Regions from separate parts of the Mus musculus genome. Here all the other regions are linked to region 3. The links are chromatin contacts, called in public HiChIP or PLAC-seq maps. All regions are on one chromosome and are shown on one strand. Each heading gives the region's core, a stretch centred on a gene start, on an enhancer-like site or on the middle of the called end of the contact. The rest is flanking DNA. Distances are from core to core; before and after follow the strand shown. Region 1 overlaps Exoc3l4 (exocyst complex component 3-like 4). Region 2 holds the start of Mark3 (MAP/microtubule affinity regulating kinase 3). Region 3 holds the start of Adssl1 (adenylosuccinate synthetase like 1).

The links. HiChIP or PLAC-seq counts read pairs in DNA pulled down with a chosen protein or histone mark.
Region 1: an H3K27ac HiChIP or PLAC-seq map of bone marrow-derived dendritic cells shows a contact between it and region 3, with 4 times the contacts expected there. The contact joins the enhancer-like site here to the promoter of Adssl1 in region 3. A contact is called at or near these places in 2 of 115 datasets of contacts at active chromatin or transcription factors (bone marrow-derived dendritic cells and pancreatic cancer cells).
Region 2: a FOXA1 HiChIP or PLAC-seq map of pancreatic cancer cells shows a contact between it and region 3. The contact joins the promoter of Mark3 here to the promoter of Adssl1 in region 3. A contact is called at or near these places in 4 of 39 promoter capture datasets (the C10 cell line, hippocampal neurons, liver and 1 more), 1 of 484 Hi-C or Micro-C datasets (B cells) and 1 of 115 datasets of contacts at active chromatin or transcription factors (pancreatic cancer cells).

The regions. Positions count from the first base shown.
Region 1 is chr12:111,428,711-111,431,877 of GRCm38.p6, forward strand. Exoc3l4 (exocyst complex component 3-like 4) reads left to right here. Exons shown (of 14, transcript NM_001289487.1): 12 at 1-99; 13 at 705-826; 14 at 1,959-2,970. The coding sequence ends at 2,142. Among named protein-coding and RNA genes, the nearest start is that of Tnfaip2, 12 kb to the right of the region's middle. Within about 2 kb of position 1,866, at least 206 of the 459 cell types and tissues checked have an H3K27ac peak or open chromatin away from gene starts, as enhancers often do. A contact at or near this core is called in bone marrow-derived dendritic cells and pancreatic cancer cells, where this site is marked.
Region 2 is chr12:111,572,969-111,576,075 of GRCm38.p6, forward strand. Mark3 (MAP/microtubule affinity regulating kinase 3) reads left to right here and starts at 1,553. Exons shown (of 18, transcript NM_001370744.1): 1 at 1,553-2,133. The coding sequence starts at 2,083. It overlaps 2810029C07Rik (RIKEN cDNA 2810029C07 gene), which reads right to left and starts at 1,434. Exons shown (of 2, transcript NR_045295.1): 1 at 905-1,434; 2 at 1-772.
Region 3 is chr12:112,618,657-112,622,238 of GRCm38.p6, forward strand. It overlaps Adssl1 (adenylosuccinate synthetase like 1), which reads left to right and starts at 1,391. Exons shown (of 13, transcript NM_007421.2): 1 at 1,391-1,654. The coding sequence starts at 1,463.

The DNA.
Region 1 (3,167 bases), core at 616-3,115, 1.2 Mb before region 3:
CTGAGGCCCCACGAGAGGTTCAGTGGCCAGGATCGACTGAAGGGCTCTAATAAGATGAACCTGGATGCCCAGGCCATTAGCAACACCTTCCAGGGCTTGGTAGGAGCAGCGTCTGACTGTCAATCGGGCTCAGTCTCTGGCCAGCAAACCCAGCCAGGAACCCCCTATTCTGTTGTTTTCATCCTGTAAAGAGCCCTCACGGCGGGTGAAGCAGGAGAAAAGAGCTTCCACTAGGCGGTTCTTCAGACTCCACAGGGAAAATGGCAGTGGGGCTAGACTCTAAAGGGGCGGGCACAGGAGGGGGTTTCACTTTACATTGTATTTGCATACATTTGTGGGTGAAGGCAAAGAAGGAATGAAGGTTATGATGGGCAAGGTCTGTGGGAGATCTTTCCCCTCTCGGGAGCACTTTGAGCCCAAACCCCTTATCTGGGCTGCTGGCCTCCTACTGGTGACAGGTTCCAATCAGCACTTTCCTGGTCAGGGCTCGGATTTCCCGTCTGTGCAGACAGGAAGAAAACTCTCCAGAGTCACCGCAGATGTGGTCTGTGGAATCTTATTCCCTGACTCCGTGGAATCTTCTTATGGGCAAGCCACCCGCGGCAGACACACGGGAAGGGTGTTTCTGGGCACTACAGGAGAGGTTTGTAGGCAGAGACTCCTTGGGGGAGATGAACCACGCACATATCTCCCTGTTTCCTTAGGGCTCTGAAGCCAAGTGGCTGGACCAAGCCATCCTGTCTGTGGCTGAGATCCTGGGCGAGACATACAAAGACGACATCCGGCGGCACCTGGAAACACTTATACGGAGCTACCCGGACATCAGGTTAGCAGATCCTCCTTCCCTCCTAGAGTCAGGGGTCACTGGAACCTGGCACTCGCGCCTTTAGCAAAGTGAGTGCAGGCGTGGAACGGAGGGAAGAGCGAGCTTGTCAGGGCCGAGAGAACTGTGGCTTAGTCGGGAAGCGAACCGCGACGGACCCGTGTGCGCATGCCCGCGAGGAAGGCGCACAGGGACCGCAGGCAAGAGGACCATCCCCTCCCTCGTGTTCTCCACCATCTGTGGACGGCGTGGCTCCACTCTCGGGCTCAAACCCTCTCTGGAAGCTCTCTGAGGCCTCGGCAGCCATGAGGAGGCTCGTGTGGGGCAGTGAATCATCAGAGCCCTTGGAAATCCCGGCTTGGCTCTCTCCAGTGCTCTCGGAGATTCCGGGATGGAAAGATCACTGAAAGCCCCTGGTCCAGCCCCTTCTCTGGCTCCTTGCTGCTCGCAGCTTGTTTGTTCTGGTAGATTTTGAATACGGACAACAACGACCCGACCCCGTTAGTTCCTTCTAAGTTTTCAGTTTCCCTACCGCTCCTCGGGGGTTCCCCAACTGGTGTTTGGCCCTTCCTCCCTGGCTCCAAAAGTGGTCTTGGATGGCTGCGGGGAAGCAGTGGGGACGCAGTGACTCAGGGTGCCCCTTTGTACCTATTCCACCCACGTCCACCCCTCCACCACTTCACCTGTCACCCTACACCCCCACCACGCTCTGTCTTGCACACTGTGAGGACATTCCCCAACCTGCCGCCTGGCCTGGCCTGGCCTGGCCTCTACCTCCCTAGCATTCTGCCAGTTTCTGGAGCCTTCCCTAGATCAGAGTTCTTGCGTTGCCTCTGCACAGAGCTTCTTTCCGCTGTGCGCATGCCCCCTCCCCTGTCTCATGTCTGTGTGTTCTAGGTCCAGTTACTGTGCACCTCCAGGCCCACACTCCCGCCTCCTTGCCTCCTTTTAGAGCCCCATCCCCTCGCAGCCTGGGATAGTCCCAGCCTTTCAGCCTCCCTAATCCAGCTCCAGGAATGCTGAATCATACTTCCTCCCAAGCCTGGGTTCCTGCCCTCCCGGGGGTGGGGGCGGGGCAAGAGCTGAAGGGTACCAGGGGGCACCGCTCTGCAGTGGGGAACCTATGTCTCTACAGGCGAGACCACATTCTGGCCATTCTGGCACTACGCAGACTCGGCCGCCGCCGGAACCAGAATCTCTTGCAACACACCCAAGACTTGCTGAGGGCTGCCCACGAGACCAGGCTCCCCTCACACCACGTGCTCTTCGAGGAGATCGAAGTGCCCACCTCTGTGGACGTGCTAATCACCTGCATCTAGGGCTGAAGGGCGAGCAGGAGCCTCGTTGGCCGAGGATCTGTCACCCTCTCCATGACTGACCCCAAGTTGGGAGCCCAGTGAGTCACTCTGGCCCTACCCCCAGCACTGAAGCCTGGGGACATGGAATTTTTGGTCTCAGCTGCCTGGCTGCTCAGCCAGAGGAGCCAGGAGATGAGGCATTCCGGGCATTTGTGGGGGAGTCTTTTGGGGCTGCGGAGTCTCCTTTCAGGACTTCAGGCCAGGGAAGGCTTCCCTTTCTAACTGCTCAGCACATCCACACTGTAGTGCGAAGCTGAGGATTCTAAAAATAAATGTGAATTAAAATAGTGTACAAGGTTGGGCAAGCTAAGCTGGTTGGGAGAGGTGATGCTGGATTGAATGTATGGGAGGACCGAGCCAGTCCTGAGCTGGAAAAGCCCCTGCCTGCCTCAGCAGATCAAAACAGGAGCCTTGGCTCTCCCTTCAAAGGTTGTGCTCCCAGCACCCACAGGGCGATAAACAACCGTCCTCAACTCCAGTTCCAGAGGACCAAACGCCCTCTCTGGCCTCTGTGAGTGTGAGCTTGTGCTGAACACAGACATGCAGGCAGGCAAGACACGTGTGCATAAAGGAAAACTAAATACATTTTAAAAGCAACAACAAAGCAAAGGCAGACCCCACACCCTGGGTCCCTAGCCTCAGACACCACGTTGGTCTTGCCCAGAAGGGGTAGACAGCCCTCAGCCTCTTGCTAGGCACCTGAGCCCTCGTGAGCACCGGTTCTGCAGCTTGCAGTATTCTAGTTTCATGTAGGAGGGACTCTCAAGCAATAAAATTTGCCAGGTCACTGTGTGGTGGTGGTGTACAGGTGGAAAGGTAACCATGCCTCGGGTACATTTCCAGGAGACAGTGCACCTGCTTCCCTAGACAACTTGAAATTTGTCTATAGCCTGTAGGCAAAGGCTGGAGACCTGTTTTCATTGTTGGCTCCAATTCCCAGGGAATATGTGAGCCAAACCAGGATTTACAGAGTTGATGGCACGGGG
Region 2 (3,107 bases), core at 303-2,802, 1.0 Mb before region 3:
TCCCCTTAGACCCACGAGTGGGATAGGATGCCCTCGGTTGGTCTCTTAGCTGTGGAGCACGTGTCCACTCATCACAACCTACATTTCAGTTGAACTGTGTGGAGCAAACATTTGATTCAGAGGCTTTCCTCTGCAGTCCTCTGCTTAACCAAAAAGGGAGAAAGAGAATAACATTTAATAACCCATCTGGTGCCCCGAGCACACCCCTAAGAGGGTGAGATAGGAGCTCTGAGTGCGTCTTGGCCCCGGCTTGTTTTGTCTTGGGACCCTCTGGCCTCTCTGGATGTGATGCTGGTGTTTGAAGATCTGTTGTTTCACAAAGCAGGATACACCAGGATATCGGGGTGTTGGGGGGGCAGAACCAAAGCAAGCAAACAAAACATAAGAAGGAAAGAAAGCAAAGTTTAGTCACTCACAAGTTTAGCCATTTCTAAAGCTGTAGGAATGGGGTTCAGATCCTTCTATAACCAACACCACCGATGGCCTGGGTAAAGTAACCAACTTACCCAGACTTTAGGTCACGTGCTGTGCCTGAGCATCTTATGCGGCTACACTGAGGCTTAATGAATAACCGGCACAAGGTGGACTATTAGTAACAGTTTGTCTTACCCCGGCTCACATAGCCCTCCCTCCTCTACCAATGGATTCTCTCCTTAGAAGACATAAAGAGGTGACACGCTGAGCAGGCCTTCTAGAAGAGGCAGCATATTCAGAGTTCCACCTGCAGGTCACTCCCTGGTCCAAGCCTGTAGCAATATCGCTCTTCAGAAGACTGAAGTAAGAGAGGGAGAGGCGAGAGAGGAGGAAGGAGAAAGGGACAGAGGGGAAAAGTGAGGGATAGAGGGAGTGAGAGAACGAAAGGGAGAGGAAGAGACAGAGAAATATTGATTATATAAGCCCCTACCGGCATTTAGGATCTGATCCTGGGGGCGTCTACGTGATCTCATCGAGTCCCTCTTCCCAGCTTTTTGTGCTACCTTGTTATTTTATACTTCACTCTTTCATCCGAATGGGTATTCAATTGAGCCGGCTCCGATAACCAGTGGCTCCTTAGTCAGAGGCAAAAAAGTTCTTTGGCTGGATGCTAGATGCCTCGGTTACGAAGCAGGAGCCTGGCTCCTTCCTCTTCAGCTAGACCAGTGACTGCTGCTTCGCTGCTGGAGCTCCATCCTTTGCAGCGTGGCCGCGGGAAAGAAAAGTCAATTTTTGCAAACAGTAGGCTCTTCATGTGTAGTATAATCCAGACAGCCTAGATCTGTACTCTGCAAATGCCAGCCCAGCAGTCGGGCACAGGATGCCCTCTAGGGAAGTGGTCCGGAGGGGTCAGGGATGCCCAGGCAATCTGGACCATTGGAACTCTCCGCCCGCTAGAGAGGAGACCAAGCAAGACCTTTCCGACGGCACCACCCCCTCAGACCCAACAGGACGAGTCGCCCCTAGCAACAGCAGCCGGCAGCTAGCTCCGACCGCGCTGATTGGCGGAACTCCAGGCGGCCGTAGCGTCACTTCCGGCAGCCGGAGGCAGCGGAGGAAGCCGAGGCGCGGCCATCTTGAGTCTGTAAGGCTCCTGAGGTGCCGGGAGCGGCGGTGGCAGCCGGCAGGGCGAGGCCGGGCGGAAAGCGAGCCGGAGAAGGGAAAGCAGCCGGGCGTGGGCGCCTCCTCCGCGGCTCCCTCCATGGTCGGCGCCTGCAGGCCGCGGCGGCCTGTCTTGCGCTCCATCTCCGCTCCATCCTCCTGCGCTGCTGCCTCTTCAGGGGCTGCCGGCCGCGCCGTGTCGAGCCCCCGGGGCTGAGCTCCGCGGCGCTGCGGCTGCGAGCGGCGAGGAGGCGCGGGGCCCGCGAGGCCCGTGAGGTGCCCTGAGGCTTGCGGCGGCGGCCAGCCGGCCCGCTTCCAGTGCGGCCGCCGGCGCTGGGGGAGAATGAGCCCCGGGGCCCGCGGGCGCACGGCCCGGGCCAGGCCGGAGATCTAGACTCCGGCCAGGGAGGGCAGGGCCCGGAGGCTCGCGGCCGCTGCTCGCCGGCCGCCCAAAGCTGGGCGGTTTTGTTTTCGCCTTGGCGTTGTGCGGAATCAAAGCGCAATAAGATGTCCACTAGGACCCCTTTGCCAACGGTGAATGAACGAGACACTGAAAACGTGAGTGGACTGCGCTGCAGGGTGGCAGACCCTCAGGGTGGTAGCAGGGGGATCCAGCCCAGATGCTCCAGGCAGGGGTCAAGGCGCAGCCCTGTCCTGCGGCGCGCGTGCGGCCTGCGCGCTGTCCTTACGGTCGGCTGAGCATTACCCGTCCGTGCGCTGCTGCGGCCAGTGCGCGGTTGAACACAACTCTCCTCTTAACGTCGGGCAGGGTCTGAGCCTGCCAGTCAGACCTAGGTGCAGATTAATAGGATCCAATCGGGTCGAGCGGAGCGCCCTTTAAAAGGGGACTAAGTTTAATGACAACTGCCAAAACTAAGTGCCCCGTGGAGAGATCCTTGTGGGCCCCCGTAGTTCCCGCACTCACAAGAGTAGTTCTCTGCTCCAGAGCCGCTGCCTTTATCAAGGAGTAGCTTCCCGTCCTTGGCAAAGCTAAATCTGTTCGGAAGCAGCGGGCTGAGTGTTTTGAGAAGCAGATGTGAAGCTCTGCTCTGTTCTGCTGCCCGGCCGAGGGACACCCACTGGGTTGCCTTTTCCTTCCGCTGCAAAAGGTTGGCTTGGAGTAGCTCTCAGGCCCGGTCCAGTGTGCACACCCAGCAAATCTATGTAAAAGGATTTTGTTGGAAAGGACCTGCAGAACCAAACCAAACCACAGCCTGGAGCAGCATTGCTAGGGAGTGACAAACGTGTAGTAGAAGTTCTACTGAAGAAATGTTTGACCTGCCCAAGTGTTTTTTGAACTCTTCTTCCGCATCGGATTCCAAAGTGTTCCAGCCTAGCTTTGTCCTCTGTAAAGCATTTAGTAAATAACTTGTAAAGAAACTTCACTGGCCTTTCATTATGCGGAGCTATGAGGTAACTGCTGGCAAGAAAATGCAGTCTCTTTGGAAAAGCTTTCATGCTTCGGGTGTTTTCATGCTTTGAAAACCATCCTTAGACATGGTGACCTAGTGGTATCAAATGCCTTCATTTTA
Region 3 (3,582 bases), core at 141-2,640:
TTGACCTGTGTAACATTCTGCCAGCCTCTCTCCTCCCTCAGTCCTCAGAAGCTGCTGTGCCCCCTACCCTTCCTCCTGTGACAACCCCCCCCATATTCTCCTGTTTACCCCTTGTCTCCGTTCCTGCATCAGCCTTCTCTGCCTGCTTTGCCTTCTGAGCACACCTTCCTGAAAGACCTTATCAGGGATTTCTGCCTGTCCCAGCCACTGCTCAGGAGATCTTGGCCTGAACCACTAACTCTAGATGCCACGTCTACTCGCTTGCCCCCTCCCCACTGTGGCACTGAGTGAGGTAGAGAAGGATATTGTAATCTGCACACAAAGACTGTAAGGCTCTTCTAAGAAGTAGTGTCCAGATCCGAGGCCCTGACTGCTTCAGCCATAGCAACTGAAGAGAGTGTCTATGTCCCTATGTGAAACAGAAGACACAGACCACCATGACCTGCACAGCCAGGGAGGGTAGCAGCAGTGTGGCTGAGGCTGACTGGGAATAGCCTCTCTTCCCCAAGCTGGGGGAGGGGGGGTGTCAGTCCCCCAGAGGGTGTGTCTAGTCTCACTGGTCTTGTGACAGTCCTGCGAACTGCCCCCAGGACAACTAGGAGCCTGACTGCTCTGTGAACCTGTCCCAGGGGTCAGTTAGCACACCCTGGAAGGACACGCACCAGTGGGGGGCTGGGGGGAGCATGCCACACAGGCCTCCCAGCCTCAGGACTTTCCCTTGTCCCTGTTTCCAGTCTGGACTGAGTGGCAGAAACCATCGACCCCGAGGTCTCTTGGAAAGTTGAATCCTCCTCTGCTCCTGTGTCCCTCAAGTTGCTCTGACCCCGAGCGGATGTGGGTACTTCATCTTACACTTGGCGCTGGGCTAGTAGCTAGCTACAGCCACCCAAGAGCTGCATATCCTGGGCCAGCAGGGGTGACTATGTGGCCTGGTGGAGAGAGATCGTCTTAGTTAAGGTGACTTTCTGGGCGGCTCTCAGGAGAACCGTTCCTGGTCCTGGACTCGAGGTTCAAGACGGGAAAACAGGTGATCCCGCAGGCAGATCCTCCAGATTAACGGCAAAGAAACATCTGTGGTTCTGCTTTTGTTAACCGCTCTCTTGCCCCGGAAAAAGCAGCCTCCTCCGCTGTTTGTGCAACCCCAAACCCTAGTCCTAGCAGGCCAGTGGGCAGGGGTAGAGTCCGGGTCGTGCAGCACTGGCACCTCTCACGTCCTAGGGTGTTCTGAGTCATCTGCTTGCCCAAGTCGTGTCGGGGCGTCTAGCACCCTAAGTGCGCGCCATCTGCAGCGACAGCGGCAGGGACAGGGAGCTGTGGCCGCAGGTCACCGAGGTGCGTCACCGCGTGCGCAGGACCCGCCCCCGGCCCGCCCCCCTCTCTAGGCGTCCGCATTTAATGGAGCGAGAGCTCTGGCGGCGGCGGGCTCTCGCTTGGCCCAGAGCAGCAGAGGAGCTAAGCCAGCATGTCCGGGACCCGAGCCTCCAACGACCGGCCCCCCGGCACAGGCGGAGTCAAGAGGGGGCGGCTGCAGCAGGAGGCGGCGGCGACAGGCTCCCGCGTGACCGTGGTGCTGGGCGCGCAGTGGGGGGACGAGGGCAAAGGCAAGGTGGTGGACCTGCTGGCCACGGACGCCGACATCGTCAGTCGCTGCCAGGTGCGGGCCAGGCGCCGAGTCCCTCCCTAACCTGCCCAGCGAGCCTCTCCCCTTCCCCGGGATCCGGACGAACCCCTTCCTCCTGTGCCCTGAGTGGGTCACAGCCTTTTGGATTCCTCCCTCCCAGGAGTACCTTCCCCACTGCCTAAGTCCTCCTTCCCACACACACCCTCTCACACAAAGCTCTTGGCCTCCCACCACCCACCCACCTCCTCCCCAGGGCAATGGCAGGAGCCCGAGCTAAAAATATAAGTCGCTGAGTTGAGGACATGGGATCCTCAGGGGTAGGGCGTTCCAGGGCGGTGATGGTGGGCCCTCCAGTGGGGAAAGCCCCAACGGGGTGGGTCGAGGTACCCTAAGATGCAGCAAAGGGTGAGAGCTGCTTTCTGAGAAGGGGGGTGTCCTCGGCGAGTCAGCCAGGCAGAGACAGGATGAAGATAGGTTTCTAACCTAGAGGAACGCAGGGTCAGGAGCCTAAAGCAGAGTTCAAAGGGGTCTGGCTGACATGGAGAAAGGAGGAGTCACAGATTTCCCGGGCAGGGTGTGACCCGGTGGCTGGTAGTGCTCAGAGAAGGCCAGAGACAGTCTTTGTGCCCTTGGCCAGCTGCAAAGTGCTCTGAGCACCCACATTTGTTCTGACTGACTCTGGACAGCGGGTGGGTACTCTCCTAGGGCTAGCTGCCTGCTCTCCTTAAGTCTCTGTGGTGTTGAGCTGCAGCTAACAGCCACACTGCCTCTGCGGTGCCATCCTCAGCACAGAGGGCTCGGTTTGAGGGAAGATACTCTGTGATACTGGGTTTGGAGCCACACTTATGGCTGCTGACCCAAATGAAGGTGGGAACACCTGCTGGAGTTCTGTCTCCCTGGTTCTGTGGCTTTCTTGCTGAGTTCCCGAGGACTCCTAGGAGGCCTCCGGAGGCATAGCTTGGTTCCCTGGGCCACATTTGCCCAGCTGGGGATGAGGATTTCTGGAAACTCTCTTAAGAATGAGGAGCTACCCTGCTCTCTCACCCTGTTCACCCCTCTCCCTTGAAGTCTCTAGGTCCTAAGGACAGACCTTGGGCCTCCTAAGCCCTACACCTTGCATGCATTGTCCAGCTATGTGTATGTAACTGGGATTTACTCCCAGCGGTCTGGAGTCCTGCTCTCCAGCGACCCAGCACCAAAGCCCCCACCCTTCCTCAGAGCCGTTTGCTCCTGTGGCGCCTACAGTCTTTCCACACAACTTGCTGGGTTTGGTCAGCACTGTCAGGGGTGAGCCTCGATGGTCCCAGGCTCCGTCTCCTTCTGCGGACACAGTTCTGGGTGAAGATGAGCTATCCCTGCTCTATGCCCAAGTCACCATGACAGATCCAGATCCCCATTTCTTGACAGGACATTCAAGGATCAGCACAGGGTCACAGTCACCCACTCAGAGGGGCTATCTCTCCCACCACCTGACCTCCCCAGCAGACCCAAACAGGTGTTCCCCTGAGGAATATGAGAATAGAGACATGTTTCTCTTCCAGTCTCTCGTGAACTAGCAAGTCAGGAGCCTCCCACAGAGCTCCTCTACAGGTTGGGAAACTGAGGCTCAGAAAAGTTGAAGAACCAAACTAACTGTTCCTTTGAGTCCCTTGAAGCCTTTATCATAAGCCAAGAGACCTGTCCTCTTTCCCCCCACTTCATGGACAAGGCAGAAGAGTCAGCCTTCCATCAAGCCCTCTGGAAATCAACTCCAGTCCTTTCCCTGAGTGCCCAGCCCCTGAGTCATTGCAAGCACTTGGTGACTACTCTGGTTTCCTGCACTTGTCCTTCCCCTTGGCGGGGACCTCTTTGCTTGCCTGTGGCCTCCCATATCTTCCCTGATCTTATGTGCCTATGGCCAGCCCTGTGTGATCAGAGGCTGGCAGGGTGGGGGGCTAGGTAAGTTGCCTCTGGCTTTGAAT